Linked DNA regions of Callithrix jacchus: region 1 is linked to region 2. A link is a contact called in public Hi-C data. All regions are on one chromosome and are shown on one strand. The core of a region is the stretch at or near the end of the contact, and the rest is flanking DNA. Distances in the headings are between cores, read along the strand shown. Region 1 overlaps SMC5 (structural maintenance of chromosomes 5). Region 2 overlaps TRPM3 (transient receptor potential cation channel subfamily M member 3).

Evidence for each region. Hi-C and Micro-C count contacts between places; a contact is called where the count stands out from the background.
Region 1: a Hi-C map of skeletal muscle shows a contact between it and region 2, with 5 times the contacts expected there. The contact joins two enhancer-like sites. A contact is called at or near these places in 2 of 3 Hi-C or Micro-C datasets (both in skeletal muscle).

What each region holds. Positions count from the first base shown.
Region 1 is chr1:94,529,138-94,534,561 of calJac240_pri, reverse strand. The region is part of intron 24 of SMC5 (structural maintenance of chromosomes 5); the gene reads left to right. Among named protein-coding and RNA genes, the nearest start is that of KLF9, 71 kb to the right of the region's middle. Within about 2 kb of position 2,386, at least 3 of the 16 cell types and tissues checked have an H3K27ac peak or open chromatin away from gene starts, as enhancers often do. A contact at or near this core is called in skeletal muscle, where this site is marked.
Region 2 is chr1:94,262,591-94,267,431 of calJac240_pri, reverse strand. It overlaps TRPM3 (transient receptor potential cation channel subfamily M member 3), which reads right to left. Exons shown (of 26, transcript XM_035264315.3): 19 at 4,743-4,841; 20 at 1-147. LOC144581785 (a long non-coding RNA gene) reads left to right here. Exons shown (of 3, transcript XR_013533018.1): 3 at 4,767-4,841. Among named protein-coding and RNA genes, the nearest start is that of KLF9, 200 kb to the left of the region's middle. Within about 2 kb of position 2,466, at least 6 of the 16 cell types and tissues checked have an H3K27ac peak or open chromatin away from gene starts, as enhancers often do. A contact at or near this core is called in skeletal muscle, where this site is marked.

The DNA.
Region 1 (5,424 bases), core at 1,137-3,636, 270 kb before region 2:
TTGGACTGTGCCAGTAATGACAATTTTTTTTTGGCTTGCTTGCCTGAATAAATTGAAGAATTGCATTCACTTTGAGTTTTGCACATTGTTAAGTAGCCATTTTAGTTTATAGTCTTATTAGGTCAAAAAATAATGAACCATAAGTTTATGTCCTCTCATTTAGACATTTTTTTTTTAAAAAGGTATTGTCTTCTTTATAAAATGTTAAGAGCCTTCCCATCTTAAACTAACTCCAATGCATGAAGTACGAAAATTTTTTTAAATATTTTTTTTTTTACTTTTTCTTTTTGCCACAGAAAGAATATAACCTAGGATAAAATGACATTTTTACTAATTTGAGCAAGTCATGTAAACATTGAAGAACTTGGTAACATATTAGTAAATGGATATTACCAAATGCTTTTGTTAATTACTTTGTTTTCCACGAAAATACTTTTACTAAAATGTGCTTGGTGTAGTTTATTGTCTTAATTACTACCAGTCATCTTATTTCTGCAAAATGAGCATCAATGTGAAAAAGAAGTGTGAAGAGTAAGCATGTTTGAAAATCAAATGGTCAATTACATTTCAGTTTGCATAGGCCAGCAATTATTCCATATTTTGTTTGTAAACATTTAATTTCTCTACTGGACAAAATTAATATTGGTTTTATGTTGAATTTTGAGCTGTGAAGAATAAATTATGTAGCACATAGTCTCAGCCACTTAAAACTTTATTTTCTGCTAAAGTTGATTTTTAATTACATAAAAATTGTAAAAACTTCTAGTAAAAACTCGATTTGGTGAATACAATGATATTTAAAACCTTAAGGTGACAAGCATTTTGGATGCCAAATTGTCATTGTTTTGCCTGGGAAGAGTCTCTGTTAAAAGGATTTTCATACTCAAAGTAAAAGGAAAGATTTCTTACTGTTTTCTAATTGTCTTTTGGACACACGCTTGTTTTCTTTGGGGCATAAACCTTTAGATGTGAAAAATGTAATTTCATTCTGCTGTTGTGTGTGCGTGTGTGTATGTAATTGAAAAAAACTGTGGGAAATTGTTTTGTTGGTAATAAATCAATATTTTCATATTCTTTTGGTGTATGTTATTTTAAGTGAGAACTTTTTTTTATACTCTGAACCTTTAAGTGTCATTTTGGTTTTCAGATTTACTAAAAAAATAAGTCTGTTGAGTACCTACCATTTACAAAATAGTGTTCAGCAGTCTAGTTCAAAAGGTTAGAAAATTTAGTCCCTGGTCTGCCTGCAATGAAATCACAGTCTAATAGAAGCAATAAACACTTATGGAGAAAAAGGGCCTACACTAGTTAAAGAAGCCAAGTTACAAGGCCAAGTATTCATCAGAGAGGTTGCTACATAGGTTAATTGTTTTTGGGTTTAAACACTAAGTTTGCTAACAGCATGCCCAGTAGCCAATTTTGACTTACTACTCTTGTTAAGCTACTATATTAAATAATTTTTTAAAATTTATTTTTTAATCAGCCCATCTTTTTCACTTAAAAGTTGCTTGATAGTCTCATTGAAATGAGGATCATACCTAATTCACAGGGTGGTTGAGAGGAGACAATAGGATCGGGGCCTCTGTGGGCACATAGTGTGATAGTGAGCACATTATTAATGCTTACATGCCTTGTATTTTAAATCTTGAAAAATGTACCTTGAGTTTTATACATTCAAGTCTGATCATTCTAAATAAAGTGAATGTAGAGATTAACTGTTTTGTAGTCTTGATAAATTGTGTCAGTTCATAGGACGCAAATACGTACAGACTTTGAGCACTGAGCAGTACAGATATTTTTATAGATCTTGTTACCTTGTTAAGTTTAAATATGTTAGAGCTTCACTAAAGATATTCCATCTCATTATTTTATATTGATATATACTTTTGAAAATTTGTAATTAATAGAGTTTACACATTTGAGAGATTTGACTGTGTTGACAATTCAGGCTTTTTATTTCCACCAAAAAGGTTAGGTATAGGAGACTTTATTTTTTAATGTTGAATTATAACTTTGTTTATTGCTGTAAAATAATTTCCTGGTGATAGGCTGGAAGAGTTAGATATTTTCCAAAAAGCCAGCTTTGTATAATCCGAAAGAGAGAGAGAGCAGGACTCCTCTGGTTAGCTTCATTCTAAGCTGCGCTAAGAGGACTCGGTGAAGCTGAGGGCAACCTAAAAACAGCTCTGACCCTGCGTTTATCAGAGAGGCTGCAACATAGGTTAGTTATTTTTAGGTAGGTCAGAAAGACCTGAAATATGTTGTCCTTCCACGAATAGTACCTTACTTGTCTGACCATGCTTTTGTTAGTAAAATTCCGTTTCCTTTTGCCTCTTAGGAGCATGTTAACACACTGTTGGCATTCAGGACCATGTGTTTAGAGTGAAGGTTGAGGGGACAGGGTGCCAAGAGGGCCACTTGACCATTCCTGCCAAATTTTCAGTAAGGAGTATGTTAAAAGAATTCCGGTGAAGGAAAGATTTGGGACAGGCTTCCCAATGAATGTTACAGAATGGTAAATTTTACATTCCTTTCATATTATTTAGAATTTCTTTTTAAAAAGAGGTGGGGTCTTGGTATGTTGCCCAGGTTGTGTCAAACCAGCCCCAAACAATCCTGCCTTGACCTCCCAAAGTGCTGGATTACAGGTCTGAGCCACCGTGCCCTGCCTAGATTTTTAATTTAGTTCCAGTGATCTCTGACAATGTGAAATCCTGTACCATCAGAAATTAGTTGTTAGATTTAGGAGGGACCTCCTCAGTGGTTTAGCCTGTCCCCTTCTTTTCAGTCAGAAATCATGGAAAGAAGTTATTGATAAATTTTTGTTGGTTTGCCTTTTTGTTTTGTTTTCCTGTTTTTTTTTCTCCTTTGAGGCGGAGTTTTGCTCTTGTTGCAAAGACTGGAGGGCAATGGCCTGATCTCAGCTCACTGCAACCTCCTCCCAGGTTCAAGCAATTCTCCTACCTCAGCCTCTTGAGTAGCTGGGATTACAGGCGCCCACCACCATGCCCCGCTAGTTTTTGTATTTTTAATAGAGATGGAATTTCACCATGTTGGCCAGGCTGGTCTCGAACTCCCGACCTCAGGTGATGTGCCTGCTTCGGTCTCCCAGATTGCTGGGATTACAGGCCTGAGCCACCATGCCCAGCCTCAAGTTCTTACTGTTGGTAAATGGCAGAGGTGAGACTGAATAACTGGGTCCAACGTTTTTGTTTTGTTTTGTTTTTTTTTTTTCTAAGAAAATACCATCATGCCTTGCTATGAAACTACCTTAGCTTTTTGAGTTGTTGGAGTTATACCATAAGTAGTCCATACTTACGTAATTAACTTCCTTGTGGATAAGATACTGCTTCTCCAATATGCCTCCAAATTAGGTACAGATTTCTTCTTCTGTAACAAAGCCCAAAATATAATATATACAAGATAGAAGCTTTTTGTTAACAGAGCATAAATAAGCATGCTGGAGCTGATAGGCTGACTCCTCTCTCAACTTCTCTGTTGGTTGTTCTGCTCTCCTCAGGAACGTGTGGATTCCCTCTCATAGCCCAAGATGGCTGCTTTAGTTCTTGCCAGCATATCTGTATCCAAACCATCTAAGGAATAAACAGCCAGCACTGTAGCTCATGCCTGTAATCCCAGCTACTCCAGAGACAGGCGGGAGGATTACGAGGCCAGGAGTTCAAGATCAGACTGAGCAACATGGCAAGACCCTGGCTCAAAAAAAAAAAAAAAAGAGGGACAAAAAAAGACAGGGACAAGGGGAGACCGTGACCACTTCTTTTAAGAGCATGATCTACAAGAGGTACACATTACTTTTGCTCTTCTCCAGGACATAGCTACATGGTCTGAGCTAGCTGCAAGAGAATTGAGTATGTCATCTTAGGTGTATGGCTATGTGCATACACAAACTCCAGCCACCCTGTTACTCAGGAAGGGGAGGGTGAATATTGGAGGACAGTCAGGAGTCTGCCACAAGACCCAAGAAATAAGTAATTATCCTATGGGCCTACTGACAAGGTATTCAAAGCAAGGACCTGGTAGCTTTTCCATCACACTCGTAAAAATCCAGTCATCACAGCCTTCAAGGTTCCTACTTATTAACCCTGCCTACCCCATCTGAAGTCACACTCCTGTGCCACTCTGCTGTCTTATAAATGTTCTTTCTTCATAGCCTTTGTCACTGTTTACCATTATATATTTTGTCTTCTCCATTAAAATATAAGTTCTCTGAAGGCAGAGACTTTGTTGTATTGATTGCTTCCATCCCAGGACCTAGAAAAATGCTGAGCACAGAGTAAGCACTCGGTAACTAGCACGAAAGAGTGAACGCTCCTTCTTCCAACACCAAGAGTGATTTGAGCATATTCCATTATTCATTTAATTCTTATTTACCTGCCCTGTAAGCAAAGCACTAGACTACATAGTTTGAGGAATGAAAAGTATGGCCTGCATATGATTCCACTCAAGAAAATCTACGAAGTGCTAGAAAGTGGATCACAAAGACACAAGACAAATTTTGAAGTGCAGTAAGTGACATAGATTGAACACTATTGGAATTGAGAGGGATTAGGATCTAACTGGCATCTGGAAGTCTTCCTGAAGTTACAGAATTTGGGTACTCACAGTAAAAGAGGGAAGTAGCATGCAGGCAGGCTGTCATAGGGTGCTTTATAGGAAGTGGAAGGGTTAAAAACACAGCCAACTGATCAAAGACAATTTGGTCATGCGCAGCTCAGGGTTTTGTGGGTAAAAGACTAACCAAGTTTAATGTGGATGAGAGTTAGCTATTTCTCCACAACCGTGTTAGCAGGTTACAATAAAAGTAAGTCTGAGGTCAAATTCTGCCACTCAAACAGACATTTGTGAAACATGTATTACAAGCAAGCACAAAACTGTTCATTATAACTTGTTTCATAAGCATGGTAGAGTTCTAGTTCTTGATCATTTTGGGTAATTTGATTACACATGAAATGTTTGCTTATACCAGATATGATGACATTCCAAAGGCTCCTTTAAATGAGCATGAAACAACTAGAAATCCTTAGACCCATTGTCTGATCATAGGACTCTTAATTTAAGCTTTGGAAAGCACCCCTAAGGATGTGAGGGATATTGGCCTTCCTGGATTCTTACACCCAGTTCAGGAAATAACGGGGACTGTCTGAACATTTTAGCCACTCTATTAATACATGTCTTGAAAACCTCTAATTTCTCAGAACCCATTTTTAACATTCCTCATGCTTATTACAACCATCAATTTAATAAAAAACCAATTTCTGATATTCATGGTGCTAATTAACAAAGCTACTGTGTGCTATTAATATTAGCAGCACTTATGATAGCTACCACTCTAATATGCTACTGATTAGGGCAACTGACTGCCCTAGTAATTTAACCTAGCAAGTAATATGCTGCTTATTCTGG
Region 2 (4,841 bases), core at 1,217-3,716:
CCCATCACTCCTGAAGGGCTGGTCTTGGAGACGAAGGATCATTCCGACAGAGAACAGAAGGATGGCAATGAGGTCCGTGACATTCCAGTACTCCTGCAGCCACACCTTCACTTTCTGCAGCAACTTCCCTGGCTCTGACATCAGAATCTATAAGGCAGAAAGGAGAGCAGGGTTAGGGCTGGTTTCTGTCTGTTTTTTCAGCCCAGTTGGGAAGTGCTTGGTCTGTTGGCTGGTATTAGTAGCTTGCTTTGTCTACCAATATCTACTTAAATACTTGCATGCTATGAAAGTCCAGTTGAGCTAAGCTTAGGCGATTATTCTGCTGCAGTATTCCAGAGGCAGATATAAGCAATAATTTTGATTCTTTGGGTGGCTGTAAAATTTTAAGACACACACAAGAGTTTTGCTATAAAATTATTCAATCCCAGTGTGCCACACACCTCTGAAGTCTTCCCTCATCTCTGTAAACAGTGACAACATACTGAGTTCCTCAGGCTGCTCACTTGGGAGGACTCCTCCATTTTTCTCTTTCACATCCCACATCCTCTGCACCAAGTCCTATCACCTCTGTTTCTAAACGCAACCTAGCCAACCACTCACCACCTCCACTGCTGCTGCCCTATTCTAATGCCCGACATATCTTGCAGATTGCAGCAGCCCTCTAACTGGTATCCTTGCCATCGTCATTGCCCACTTACCCTCAACCCCTTCTCTGAGCAGCACAAGGAATGATCTTCAAAACCTGGATCTTTAAAGATTTGGCTGGTGATTACCAGGTTTTAAGCATAGGTAAAAACTCCTCAAGCTGTACCGTTATGAGTTGTGTTAACTTAGTTATAAATTATACCTCAATTGAGAAACTTATGAGACAAATGAACAACAGAAACCAAAGAAAATTATTTCAATAGTATACCTAAGCTTTCTAATGACTTCCTTACAAATAGCGAAAAATCCAAACTCCTTATGGTGGCCTCATTTCACATCCCATCATATTCTCCCTTATTCTCTACCCTGTAGCCATACTGGCCAGCTCTTAAGCATAACAAAGTTTATTAGATATTCAGAATGCTTGTACTTATTCCTTCTGTTCAGCACTTTCTTCTCCCAGATCTCTATTTGGCTACTCTTCATCCTCAAGGTCTCCAATCAAATGTCCCCTTTTAGGAAGGCCTTTCTTGACTACGTTAGCTGCAGCAGCCTTCATGTCCCCAAGTCACTTTCCAGTACCCTATTTAATTTTTTGAAGTTTTCATCACTATATGAAATCACCTTCTGTATGCTTGTATATGTATGTGTGTATGAGTATGTGTGTCTGTCTACCTACCTATCATCTATGAATCATCTATTCATCCATCTTTCCTAGACTGAAACTCTGAGGGCAGACCCTTTGTACCCCAGGTCTGTTACATATTTGTCAATAGACTGACTATCACGCAGGCACTAACAGCAATTTTCCAGTCCATTGCATATCCTAACTCCTTCATGGGACTCTTGCCTTAACTTAAACCTAGAGGGGCTACCACACATGGGTCTATGAAATGCACAGCTGGACAGCAGGCGTTGCACCCATCCTGCACCACAGACTGCCCAGGACATGAGAAGCCAGGGAACCCCACTTAGTGAAGCTGTGCACCAGGGTCACCTTCCTCAAGGGCTCGTGTTTACCTCTGAGGATTCCATCACTTCAAACCATGACCAACCCCTTTCCCCACCTGAGAACCTCTCAAAGGAGAGGAGAGAAAAGACTGGAGGCAGGTCTATCTCCAGCTATTTGTGTGAATCCTCATGTCCACTATGATGGTTTGCCTTAATCTGAAATAGTAAGGAAGACAGGTTTTAGGAAGTCAGGGCTGGGGCTTGGAAGCTGAGCAGGGTATCAGGACCTACCTGCTAATCCTATTTTTTATAGGCGGTGTCCCGCCCTAAGCTCTAGTCCAGGGGATCTAAAATTTAGTGCAAATCGGAATCACTTGGAGGGCTAGGTAAAAGTTTCTGCTTCTGTAATCCGGGGGTGGGGTGGAGAATTGACGTTTCTAACAAGTTCCCAGCTCCTGCTGGTGGCCACAGTTTGAGAACCACTGTCTGTACTCATCAGCAATCTCTGCAGCTGCTGCTGTCCTCTCACTCCCTGGCTGCATCTTAACAGAGCAAAAATCCGTGTATGTAGCTGGGAAGAGGGGGTTGATGGGCAACGCCTTGAGCTTTTCAACCCTTTGCGCACACTTTCCTAAAACTGCTAAACACAGAGGTTTGTAATATAATTTTTAAAAAGTGAAGCTTTTTTCTTTTTTTGTAAAGTCCCAACATTAAAAAAAGAGAGCAGAGCAGTCTGGGGTGAAGCAGAGGTGGATAGAGTCCCCCCTGCCTCCTCTACCTCTCAAACCGGCCCTCAGGCACCTGTCTTCAAACCCTGAAAGCCTGAGGAGTATCATGGGGGAGGAGAAGGAACAGTGAGTTTAGGGATGGATCTGTCAGGTTTCATGCTCAGTCGTCCTTTCTAGCTGTGGAATACGGGGAAATTTCTTAATTCCCGAGTCTCAGTTCCCAGACCTGTACAGTGGGATGTTCTCATAGTCATGCTATCGACCTCACAGAGTTGTGGGGAGGAGGATCCAGATGAGATAATGTCTACCCACGCACGCTGTAAACAGTGCCATGCTATTAAGGGATTACCAGGGCTGGCTTTGGTGACTCCAGGCAGAAGTATGTGGGGCTGGGAATGGGGACATCATGGGAAACCACAAAGCTTTCCTTGTGTATCCCTGGGAAGGCACCAAAGCATGCAAACTTTTCCATGTTCCCAGGACTTGCGTCTGAGCCCTGGAGGTCCTGCGTGCTGACTGTGAGGAGGCAGGAAGGCCGTGGTTTGTGGGGTCCTCACCCATTGGTCATCAAGCACCTCTTGAGTGAGTTGAGGACGGGACATGGGGGGTGGGGCACTACCTCACTGGGCCGCAAAGGAAAAGGTCAGACTCTGAAGTGGTCACCGCCTCACTCCCCACAGGAAGCGAGGACTCTTTGGTTGACCCCTTCCTGACCCCGGCCTCCAAAGCCCTGCCCTCCCTGCTATTCTATGCCTCCTTAGGGGAAATGGATATCCAGGCCTGGAGGCTCCTGGCAGCCTGCCTGTTTGGCAGCCTCTGCCAGAACAGTCCGTGGAGTACAGACTGCTCCCTGTCTTCTCCCAGTCTGGTCCCTGGAGAGACTCCAATCTCCCTGCTCGAGTCCTTCCCTTTTCTGCTTATCCTGGGGAAGGAATATGCATCTAGGCGTTAAATAGCGCAGGCACCAGCTGGCACAACACAGCCACAGGGCCTCAGCAGGAGCGGGCCTCAGTTCTCAGAGAGCTGCACAAAGACCAAAGCAAATTTATTAGTGTTTTTCAGTTTGCAAATGGGAAATCCACAACATTGGTCAAGAAGAAAAGGCACCATGAATGGGAAGACCGAAGTATAGACAACTAGCTGGAACAAGGCAAGGCATTCCATTTTTTTTTTTGAAAAAAGAAAAAAAAAAAGATCCAGGCTCTTGTCAAATGGGACTGGCATACCCACTCCTAAGTTCTCAGGATGGGGAGATGCTAGTTGGAGTTAAAATATCCCCCAAATAGTTTACAAACCCAAGAGAAGGGCTTAAAATAGACATAAAACATTTTTTATGACTTCCATACAACTGCATCTAACTTTCTCTGGAAGAGAACATTCTAGAGCTGAAACCTTGCCTTTTAACCTGTCTTTGAATTGAAGGCAAGAGTGAAGGTGTGGATTTGTAGGAGTCCTTTTTTCCTATGGTACCCAATATGTTCTCCCACTCACTGTCGTACAGCAATTAGAGTTGTTCCCGAGCTCTTAAAGACGCAGTGGACTTGACTGGGAGCATTTCCTCCAGAAAGGGCCTATCTTGCCTACTGTCATTTCAGGAAAAACGCAGAGAAATCGGCACTGCCTCCTAAGCCTGCCTTCCCTAAGGGTTGTACCTGGTGGAACAGACGCTCGTGGTGAACATTGAGCAGGGCTGCAGAGCCCTCTTGTGGACTTTCGCCTGATCACATTCTTTTTAGCAGCTCTGAATCTGATGGGCCCCGGGTTACCTCTGATTTCAAATAAACCATTTAGAGGTGGCATTTTGAAGGCTCCTATTAGGCCATAGGAATGGGGGGAGAAAAGAGGGACCCCTCGCCCACAACTTGAAGGACCTGCGTTTAGTTCATCTTGGTGGTCCCTACGGCTGGTGGAGTGTCTGGTGCCCATAAGTTGCGAGCGGAACATTGAGAAGAAAAAAAACCAGAGAATAAGGCAAATGAATGAGTGAAAGCAGAGTTCCTCCTAGAGCAGCTGAAACACATCTGGAGACTCACAGGTATGCACAGGCTGTGTCCAAAGACACCCAGAGTAAGGGGTTAAAAGGGAAGTTAAAAGTGGCAACATCTAGAAAGTCATGTATTTAGGGATAAGTAAAGATAGGTGTAAACAGCATCAAAAACAATTGGAGGCCTTCTTGGACAAAAGCTATGTTAGCAGAGAACAGACTAAATCCTAAGCACTCGGCGTGACACCCATATCACGACCACACTGTGAAGCCTCCCCAGGTTGGTCAGAGGAGCAAATCAGCAGCTGTGGTAGCTTTAGAGAAAACAGCTTCCAGCTTAATGTGCATCTCAGGCATCTTCCTGCCCCTCTGTCCACAGATAGAACTTTTAACCACTGTCCTTCTCTTATGTTTTCTTTTATAAAAGCCATTACCTCTCTCATCTTTTCTATTCCCAGGGTGAAAATATAGGAGATGACGATCCATTCCTGGGTGGACGGCCAGCGTTCCATCTTCACTAACACGATATAGTT